2 separate regions of the Mus musculus genome follow, and region 2 is linked to region 1. Evidence: chromatin contacts called from public HiChIP or PLAC-seq data. All regions are on one chromosome and are shown on one strand. Each heading gives the region's core, a stretch centred on a gene start, on an enhancer-like site or on the middle of the called end of the contact. The rest is flanking DNA. Distances are from core to core; before and after follow the strand shown.

Region 1 (4,843 bases), core at 1,625-4,124:
CTTTAATATAGAGCTTTCATTCACATTTCCTTCCTCTATCTTCTTTATAACTGCCCTGCTGTCTCCAGGTGCCTCTTGAAAGACTACTCTTCTTGACTCCTTGATTCTCCTGCCACTTTAGAGTACAACACACATGCTATGTACTCCTTATTATTTCAGCTGCTGAGCTCAACATGGCCCATCATGCCTTTTATTAAATTATTCTAGGCTCCTAGCAGTCTTTTGTCCTTAGCTGCAACAATTGGAATGGTTACAGTCTCTTTCCCTCAGCCTCTGAAATCAAGATAGCCAGTGACGATCTATTCTGTGTGTGTGTGTGTGTGTGTGTGTGTGTGTGTGTGTGTGTGTGTGTGTGTGTGTGTGTGTGTGTTTCAAGAGAGGAGCATATGTATTTTTGTTTCAATCACTGTCACGGGTATTTAAGACACACTATTTAGTTGTGATGTGTGGCCTCTTTTTACTTTTCTCCGGTGAGAAGTTAGTAATGAGAAATAAAAACGTTATATAGTTAATGAAGTGGAAACTTCCAGTTTATTGGAAAGTTAGTTATGTCAAATGATGTTTTGCTGGAGCACACAGGTGTAAGATATCTTGCTGAAGCAAACATCTGAAAAAATGGTTTCCTGAAGCAGACACGGTGAAAGGATGTTTTCTGGAGCAGACACAGATGAAAAGATGTTTTAATATATCAAACGCATGAAAGGATCCATGATGAAGAAATATAAAAATGACTCCACAGACAGTGGGAGAAGAGCACTGAGTATTGGTTTCATTTGCTCTGCCTCCATATTTTTCGATAACAACATGCATGTATTTGCCTACCTTATACAGTGTTGTTGAACTCCACTGGTGGTAAAGCTGATATTGAGAGAAACTTGTCAAAGAACTCCTTGTGAGGTTCCTATGGCAGCAAGATGCCTCTGCCACGTCACCTCAAGCCTCTTGGCTAACCTGGTAGTTGCTTCAGGATTGAACTATAGCTGCTGGTCCATGCCTGGTGTCTGCCTGCTAGGAGGATTGTAGCTGCATCCTTATTAAAATTAGGTTGCAAAAATTGTATGCCTACCATTTAATGAAGCACAAAATGCATGACTACTATGTCAGTGAGAAGGATCAGTTGGGCCAGGTGCTTATCACAAAAGTCTTATGACTACAGCTCATTCCTAGAACCCAGGTAAAGGTAGAAAGTGAGAACCAACTTTACAAAGTTCTCGTCTGACTTCTACACTCACACAGTGACATGAGAACAAACAAATACATCCTGTCACAGAGATATATGATTACAATGAAAAAATACAAAATTTAAAAATCTCTTCCTTTTTAAATTGTGTTTTTTTCCCACATCTGCTGGGAAGTTCACCCTTTGTGACTACACAGGGTGACCTCTTATATGAGTGATGTTTCAGAAGACAGAATTCAAATTACTTTCCTCTATATATTATAACTTTTCTCCTGAGCTAGGCTGAAGATGCTTGTTACCCATGTCAATAAGGAATAGACTGTATCAATAGTAAAAATATTACTTTACTTATATTTTATTTGACATGTCTGTTATATGCAGGTAGTAGTTTTATTAGAATATAATGTTCCTAATGAATGTTCCTCTCTTGAAACACACACACGAAAGAGAGTGAGAGAGACAGAGAGACAGAGAGACAGAGAGACAGAGAGAGAGTGAGAGAGACAGAGACAGAGACAGAGACAGAGAACTTACAGAACTCTGCTGGCAAGTCACAGTATAGTTTACTAATAAACTCTCCGTAGCTTATGTGTCTTCATCAGGAAGCTACATTGTATCCATTGGGATTATTTCCAAGTTTGTTGTATTGTATGATTTCCTAAATAGGAAGTGACATTATTGAATGTATATATGTATCCTTTGACAAATGTATACATGTACAAAAATAGATGAATAACAGAGTAATAAATATTTCTAGTTTCCTATACACAATTCCTAAACTTATCTGTCACAAATAATGTTACCTTCATTTTCCAGTTCATAAAATAGTCTTAGTTATTTTTTCTGCTCAAACACTATTTCCATAAAAGCACTTTCTGAAACTTCAGTCAGCAGTAAATTGTGATTTGCTCAGTTATTAAATGTTGCATGATGTATGAGCTTTGCATCAGTTGTAGAACAGGACACAATCCTTATTCCTTTTAGCTATCTACTTCTCAAATATATGCCTTTCAAAATATTCTCTTGAATCCAATAATATTTAATAATCCTCAAAGCTTTACTAAACCTACCCCATTCCAAATGTTCTTTCTTATAAACGTCTTCATAGTTCTTGCTACCATTTTGAACTATCTCATCTTAAAGATTATTTTCAGCCTCTTATAAGCTTTTCTATAATGAAAATCCCTTTAACTCTTCTCCACGGCCAAAGAAATACTTACTATATCATGAAAATAAGTAATAAGTGACTGAAACTGGGACTACCTTTATGTTAAAGGGGCACCCATTAATTACATCTATTGTATACAATACATGCAAGGATAATTTACACTAACACTGAACACCACAGACCAAACTAAATAGGTCAAGTTTAGGTCTAGGAATTCTTGGTCATTAGAAATGATGTAGGTATTCTACTGATCTCATATCTAATTTGTCTGGTGTTACATGGAAGGGAGAACAAGCTGCCTTGCCAGTGAACACATTCCTTCCAATATTCTTCCATCTCCTAGTTTGACATTATTAAAAGTTGGAAGGTAAGTTAATAAAGGAGTAGAGAGAAGATGGAAATCGGGGGGAAGAAGACATGGTTAGGGGGAGAAGAAAAAGCTGTTGAGACAGAACATAGGACACCGGGGAACACCAACTCATTTATAGGCTGCACTGTTTGCCTGAGGTTGGCTACCTTATCAGATAAAAGGAAACTGAGACAGAATTTTCTCTGTGACTAACCTTCCCCTGGAGAGATCGCTGTGTGCTGCATTACTATTATTAATCAACTTGACTTTCTTTAAGTCACTGTAATTTCTGACTCAAAATTTTCTCAGGCACTCAATGTGCCAGAGAAATCTTAATGAATTAAATAGGCAGGATGTGTGGGAGCGCCCAGGACTAACTTAAGCACAGTGTATGGAATTTTATCATTTCTGTTTTGTTTTGTTTTTCTCAAATTAGTAACATTAACTCCCGAGGAATAAATCTCCTGCGATGGCCTCAGAAGTCGTGGTATTTTTATCATACACAGAGAAATCTCTGAATCAGAAAACTGATATTTTTGATACAATTAGAAACTTAATAGAGATCACTACTGAACTTAGTGGTGGCAACAAATTACACACACACACACACACATACACACACACACACATACACACACACACATACACACACACACACATACACACACACATACATACACACACACACACACATACATACACACACACACACACATACACACACACATACATACATACACACACACACATACATACACACACACATACATACACACACATACACACACACACACACACACACACACACACACACACACACACACACACAATTATTTTTGGTGTGCCCACAGGTTAAAGCAATAAACTGTAGGTTATGCTTCCAGAGAGTTCAAGGAAAATCCCAATCAATTAAAATAATGATAAGGAATTAATGATCTATCTGATTTCTAACTCTCTTTAAGAACTGTAGCATGTAAATAGGTTAGCTTTTAACAAAAATTAAATCAACGGTTTAATATTAACTTGAATTAAATGGTCTTGAGAAATTGGATGACTTTTCAGAAAGCCTTTTGAAAAAACAAACTATGATGAACTGATAAGATTGCTCCCATGATGGATCAGTGCACTAGATGGCACTAATCGCATGCCTTTCATGTGTTAGAAAATCACATTTCATGTGAGGAAAGAAAGTGGACCACACTTGCAATGTTCTTTATCAGGTGTACTTTCCAACGTTCCTTTGATAGGTTATTTATAATTTATGACTACATTTTTCAGATCATCAGAAAAAAAATTAATTACAGTCACTTTGATACTAAGTGAATTTCAAATTGAAAAGTAGAATTCCATTTTCCCCTAATCTAACGAAATTAATTTACTCCAAGCCAGATACAAAAGAGTTCTGGTCTAGAGGAGTGAGCAATTCAAGTCAAGAGGAAGGTTCTCTACCGATTATACAGTTTTCCATGAATTTCTCTTATCCAAGGATTCATCTTGAAATTTATCTAAGAAGAACATTAACCTAAAGGATGAAAGAAATTCAAAACTCTAAAAAGTCTTGGGACAATAAAATCTTGGTATTGAAGAAACAAAACAAGACTATAAATGAAACAATTTTTAAAGTAAAGCCTTCTACTTGGACGAATCTGTTCAAGTCTGTGAGACTTTGGAAACTACTGTCTGATTTTGATAAAGACAAAAATCATTACTATGTCAATATTTTCCCACTGTAGAATTGATAAACTACTAGTGTTGGGGGGTCTCCTCAGTTGACTATGAACTCATTGGTTTTATTTCAAATTTGACACCAATAACTTTAGGTCATTTATTTTCCTACAGAAATAAAATAGAACCATTCTGAGCTGCAGCTCTCCTTGCTTCTACTAGGCTTTGTCAGTATGAATAGAAATCTCTGGTTCAAGCCAATCTTCCAGCTACTTTAATCTTCGACTGAAAAAGAGTTTCCTTCAAAACAGAGCATTGAAAAAGCATACAAAGTATTATGTAGAAAAGCTAAATGTGAACTAGAATACACAAAATACCAAAGGCATAATTAAAAAAAAAACTCCCTTACCACTGAATGAGAGGTTATGATCATTTTTTTAAAATTTCACAATCTATGCTGGGGGGCTCAGACCAGCTTTTG
Region 2 (5,293 bases), core at 712-3,211, 1.0 Mb after region 1:
GTACTCACTGACCAGGGCAGCTCTCTCCTGAAGGCCAGCTGGTTTGGTTTTTGTTTTTTTGTTTTTTTTCCACCCGCCTTGCTGGAGATCTGAAGGTAGAAATGACAGGCAGACTTCACTGTTGCTGACGCTCCCACAGCAGCGGCGGCTGCTTCACTGCATCTCAGCCAGGCTTCCAGCCAGAGGTAAAACCTGGCTGATGTGAATCCTTGCTAAGAGCCCCCTCCCCTCTGCCTCCCTTGGCTCAGTGTAGACAGCAGAGCTCTTCCGGGTTGCAAAGGGGTAGGAGGAGGGGGGAGGAGGAAAGAAGGAGGGGGAGGGAGGGAATGAATACCATCCCCTTTTGCAAACACACAAACCGCACATCAGAGGTGTGTGAAACTGAGTTGGACCGGGTGGGCAAGAAACATTGCCTGAAATGTGACCTGCTCCTGGTGCCTACAAAGCCAGCCCACTGTCTCCAGACCGGGTTGGAATTAACACTATAAATGACACTGCCCTGTGGAATGGGCCATTATCATAGGCACAAACGTGTTTGAAGCATTTTCTTCTCACTTTTGAACAAATGGTTCAATAAGAGGTTCTATGGGCACGGTCAGGAGTGAACATCGTATGAAGAGCTAACAAACTAGTAAGCCTTCAAAAGTGTTTTCTTTCTCTCAAGGTTTGGGTTTATACGGGCACCCCCATTCCCAAAAGTAGTCTCTTTGCCTTTACTTCACACCACTGCTGCAGCGGCCACCACCACCCTTTAGTCGGGATTAGTAAAATAGAATTTGAATGTTTTTGGCTGGACTTGATTGCTGCTGTCTAATCCAGGCATAGAAGAATATTCATCAGAGTTAAAAGGATCCTATGGGTCCCAATTGTCTTAAATTATTTCATGAGGAAATTTTATTTTTGAGGAGAAAAATAAAAAAATAAAAACAGGAACTAGAAGCAGTCAAGGGAAAATTCTATAAAGGAAATGAAGCTGTTTGCCCTACCCAGGACCCAGATAACTGCAGTGTCCTGCTTGGAGTAAACACACACACACACACACACACACACACACACACACCTTCCCATTCCCATCCAATAGCAAGGGCATCTGAATCATGTACCAAGAGAATCTACCACGAGTACATTTCAGCTAGAGTGAAATGAAACCCTTCAAACACCGAGGTAGAAAAGGGTCAGGGTCCATTTGTTTTGGCAGGTTGAATTTTCCCTTCACAATATTTTTGCAAAAAAAATATGGAGGCTGACTTTTAAAATAAATATATCCTTGGGGAGAAATAAAACAAAGTTTTGTCCGTGGCTGAACCATGAAGTCAATAAGTTGGGGCTGCTCCAACCGGTTGGGTAGAAAGAGGTGACTCAGTGTTCAGCTTTGGGGTGGTCAACTCCTGGGAGAAGGAGACCGGTCAGAGCCTACGGAACTGTTGAGGTGGGGCGGAAGACAGAGGAGAAAGGAGAAGCTGGGAGTCCCGAAAGTGTTAGTCGGCACCCGTGGAGTGGCGAGAGCTACCGGGTGATGGATGTCACGTTGCAGAGTGGGTGATACCAGGATAGGCACGCTTTTCTCCTAGATACTGTCAGCGACCTGTCTCTACCTCCACAAACCTGAAATTCTTTCCATTTAGACACCAACCCGTCTGCGCCTCGGCGGGGCGTCCTCTGGGGTGCGATGAACCCAAGAGTGGAGCAAGCTGAGAACACCATTTGCCAATCTGGCAAAAGGAAAGAAGGGGATCTTCTGGTCCATTGGGGAACCCGGAAGAACCATCTTCGCCAAAGCAATCCTGCCAGTCCCCAGCCCTGTCGCTCCAGCTCTCCGCCACCAAGTGGCAGAGTCACACTCTCCAGTAAGCTGTGAGGACTAGGCTGGAGCCATGCTCTTAACAACCTATGCCCAACCTGTTGCCCTAATGCACCCTATGAACTGTCCAGGAAAGCCGTGGGTCCTGGGAAGATGTGACTGGCTTCCGGGAAGCGTAAGAGACACAAGTACCCTTCCTCCTTACGCGCGACTGGATGGGGGCTGGAGCAGAGACCAGAGAGGCACGCATGTGCCCACGTGACTACAACAGTTGATCCTCCCAATCCCCTGCACCCAGCGGTATCTAGATCTCACTTCTGGGTCTCGCGGGCGGGTGGGGCTTTTTACGGTTTCCCCATGCTTCCCATTCACTTCCCATTCAATGCTTCTTGTCCCCCTTTAAGGTCCCTGCTGTCCCTCCTCCTCTTTCTCCTTACCTTCAACAAGTTCGCCTCCAATTTGAAAGCCTCTTTTTCCTTAGAATGTACGTCCTATAGGGGCACTTCCGAACCAAAGCAGACTTTCTTCCCTCTCCCACTCCTCTTACTAAAGCTCCCTCGCGAGCACCTTCTGTCCCCCAGGTCTCCTCGGGTCTGCTCTGCCGGCCTCGCCGCGCTCCTTCCCTTCTGCCGACACCGGCTCCGGATTGAACACTGCTCTAAAACGTAAAGAGCTGTGAAAATGCGGTCGCGTGCCCCACCCCCAACCCCGTCATTGCTCCCAAAAGTCTTAACTGGAGGAAGTTGGGCTTCCAAAGAAACTTGGAGGCTAAAAAAGAAAATCCTAAGAACTACAGTGGTCTGGCTGGGGCTAAAGGCATGATCTGATTCTCTTAACAGACAGAAGGGTGGACAGGGGAGTTGGGGGGCGGGGGGGGGGAGTATTGAAGTGGGAAGGGAATGAGGTAAAGAGAGAGGGTCCAGCGCAGTAGCACCCCTTTAATAGATTGCCCTGTCCTCAGCACTCCGGAGGCAGAGGCAGGTGGGTCTCTAGCTGGTCAGCCTGGTGTACAAAGCAGGACTGAGAACCCCTGTGTCGAAAAGGAAAACAAAAAGTGGAGATGAAGGGGGAAGTGAGGGAAAGGCTCTGAGGCATTTATTCCTGATTACTGGACATCGCCTGAGCACAGTACAAGGATAGTGCTCTAAGAAACCACGAGTCGCTGTCTGATTTTACAACGGAGTTGCTTTCCGGTTGAAATTTCAATTTCTGTCTCTGTCTCTCTCTTTGTCTCTGTCTCTGTCTGTCTGTCTCTCTGTCTCTGTCTGTCTGTCTGTCTGTCTGTCTCTCTCTCTCTCTCTCTCTCTCTCTCTCTGTGTGTGTGTGTGTGTGTGTGTGTGTGTGTGTGTGTGTGTGACAAGAAATGACATTGCCTCATTCAGTGGTGATAACAGTAGTTCACGCCAGGGTTGCTGGAAGCTGCCCTGAGAACAGGACGGTCCCATCACTAATTTTAGGGAGTGTTTTCATTGAGGATGTTTGTGTGTTCTCTGGACACATAGATCACAAAGACACAGGCCAGTTCACAGCCACGGAGACATAAAGACTTCCCTGTTGGTTGCTTGCACCTGTGCCCTTTCTAGTCCAGCTACCTCGGGTTTTTCTGACTCCACTTCTCTTGCACGGAATAACCACTGAACCATGGAATAATTGCTGATCTGAACTATTTCATTTCTGTTTGGGGTAGAAATGGGACCAAGAGACAGAGGTCATTCCTCACTGGTGAGGACTGTGAGCTGAGCTACCGAGGGAGACAGTGTGGAACCCTGGGCCTGGGGATACATATTGGCTGTGGATGGTTCCTGGAAGCCATTGTGCTCTCCTAATGGCCACCATCGCCAGCTACTTCAAACCCAGAGGTTAGTTCTGTAGCTTTTCTCAGATCAGGATCTAAGGCACTGGGTTTGAAATATAAAGGGAGGTCACCAGGCACATGGAAGAAGAAGATGGATCATTAAATGACTCTGGGATAAATGGAACACGGGAGGCGGAGGCGGATCTCTGTGATGGCCATGGAGATAGGTTCACCCGTGGGATAAAGAAAGGGATTCCCCAAATAGAGGAAATAATCTCTGACAGGATCTCCAATCTTTCTGAGACGGTGTGGTCAGTTAGTGGAGCATTGTTGTGCAGAAGGACGAGGAATTCGTAGCATCCCATTTCAGTGGGTTCCCAACACATCATTTCCTTGCCCTAAAACCAGAAAGTACTTGTCACTGTGTCCATCACTCTCCAACATCATCCTGCCTTTTCAACCGTCACTTTGAGATTATGTTAGAACTTTAAAGGACACTCTGCCAAACGTCAGTACATTTAATGATTACTCTGTAGACGGTGTGGTCAGTTAGTGGAGCATTGTTGTGCAGAAGGACGAGGAATTCGTAGCATCCCATTTCAGTGGGTTCCCAACACATCATTTCCTTGCCCTAAAACCAGAAAGTACTTGTCACTGTGTCCATCACTCTCCAACATCATCCTGCCTTTTCAACCGTCACTTTGAGATTATGTTAGAACTTTAAAGGACACTCTGCCAAACGTCAGTACATTTAATGATTACTCTGTGTTTAAAAGTTCTAATCGGTCAAGATAGGTACACCCCTGTAACTGCAGCCTTAGAGAAGCTGAGGCAGGAGAATCATGATTTTGAGGCTAAAGTGGGTTACAAAGTGAGATTCTGTCTGAAACAAAATAGGAAAACAAAACAAAAATCTAGGCTTTCAGTCCCACTCAGGGGAACTTATTCTGTAGAGGAGGAAGGTTTGGCTTGAAGGTATGCAAAGGCCATACAGCATGGAGCCAACTGCCCTCTGTTTTGTCTTGTTTTGTTTTTTAACACCCCCCCCCCCCGCAACAAAACATTTTCATTAAAATCAACTTCCAGGGTTATGATTCAGAGTGTGATTGGGGGTGGGCTGCAGTAGACGCCTTGCTAAAATGTAGCTATGAACGAATGTCTCAAATGGAAGTTTGGAAGAAGAGCCACTAGAAATTAAAAACAAAACAAAAAAGACAAAAAGACAAAAAAGAACCCTCAGACCCAATCCACCCAGGCATCCTAAATAAATAGCCCCGTTTGCAAATTCCTATCAATTATTACGTGATGGGAAAAAATCCTATCTGAAAATAAGGCACGTGGATGGGGAGAATTTTAATTAAATCTTACTGTGGATATAATGGCATGGAAGTGATTTTTCATCCGGCGCTTGCCTGCTCACCAGTGTTTTATGGCGTTTTCTTGCCTCTGACTTTATTTTAAAATATTAGGCGAGGTGGAGAATTATAAACGGCTCTTTCCTTATCTGTCCTGCTCACATATCCAGGATCAGAGGAGCTGATTAAGAAAGAAGTCAGAGGCAACGCTGGATTCATAATGATTTGGATAATGAATCCTTATCTCTGCTTTCCAGATTATCTGCTTTTCAGCTCCCAATGTTTTGTTACATGGGATAATTTATTGCATCTAATACATCACAATGAATCTGATGGTGGAAA

What was found. HiChIP or PLAC-seq counts read pairs in DNA pulled down with a chosen protein or histone mark.
Region 2: an H3K4me3 HiChIP or PLAC-seq map of the SCID.adh cell line shows a contact between it and region 1, with 15 read pairs. The contact joins the promoter of 9230102O04Rik here to the enhancer-like site in region 1. A contact is called at or near these places in 8 of 39 promoter capture datasets (the 3T3-L1 cell line, the C10 cell line, the HPC-7 cell line and 5 more), 34 of 484 Hi-C or Micro-C datasets (the AML12 cell line, CD8 T cells, DN3 thymocytes and 22 more), 15 of 115 datasets of contacts at active chromatin or transcription factors (CD8 T cells, DN3 thymocytes, the SCID.adh cell line and 11 more) and 4 of 9 other capture datasets (adipose tissue, embryonic stem cells, liver and 1 more).

Annotation. Positions count from the first base shown.
Region 1 is chr2:8,874,212-8,879,054 of GRCm38.p6, forward strand. No RefSeq gene overlaps it. Among named protein-coding and RNA genes, the nearest start is that of Gm30957, 70 kb to the right of the region's middle. Within about 2 kb of position 2,875, at least 2 of the 459 cell types and tissues checked have an H3K27ac peak or open chromatin away from gene starts, as enhancers often do. A contact at or near this core is called in the SCID.adh cell line and group 2 innate lymphoid cells, where this site is marked.
Region 2 is chr2:9,887,579-9,892,871 of GRCm38.p6, forward strand. 9230102O04Rik (RIKEN cDNA 9230102O04 gene) reads right to left here and starts at 1,962. Exons shown (of 4, transcript NR_040511.1): 1 at 1,634-1,962; 2 at 13-89. It also overlaps a transcript of Gata3 not described here.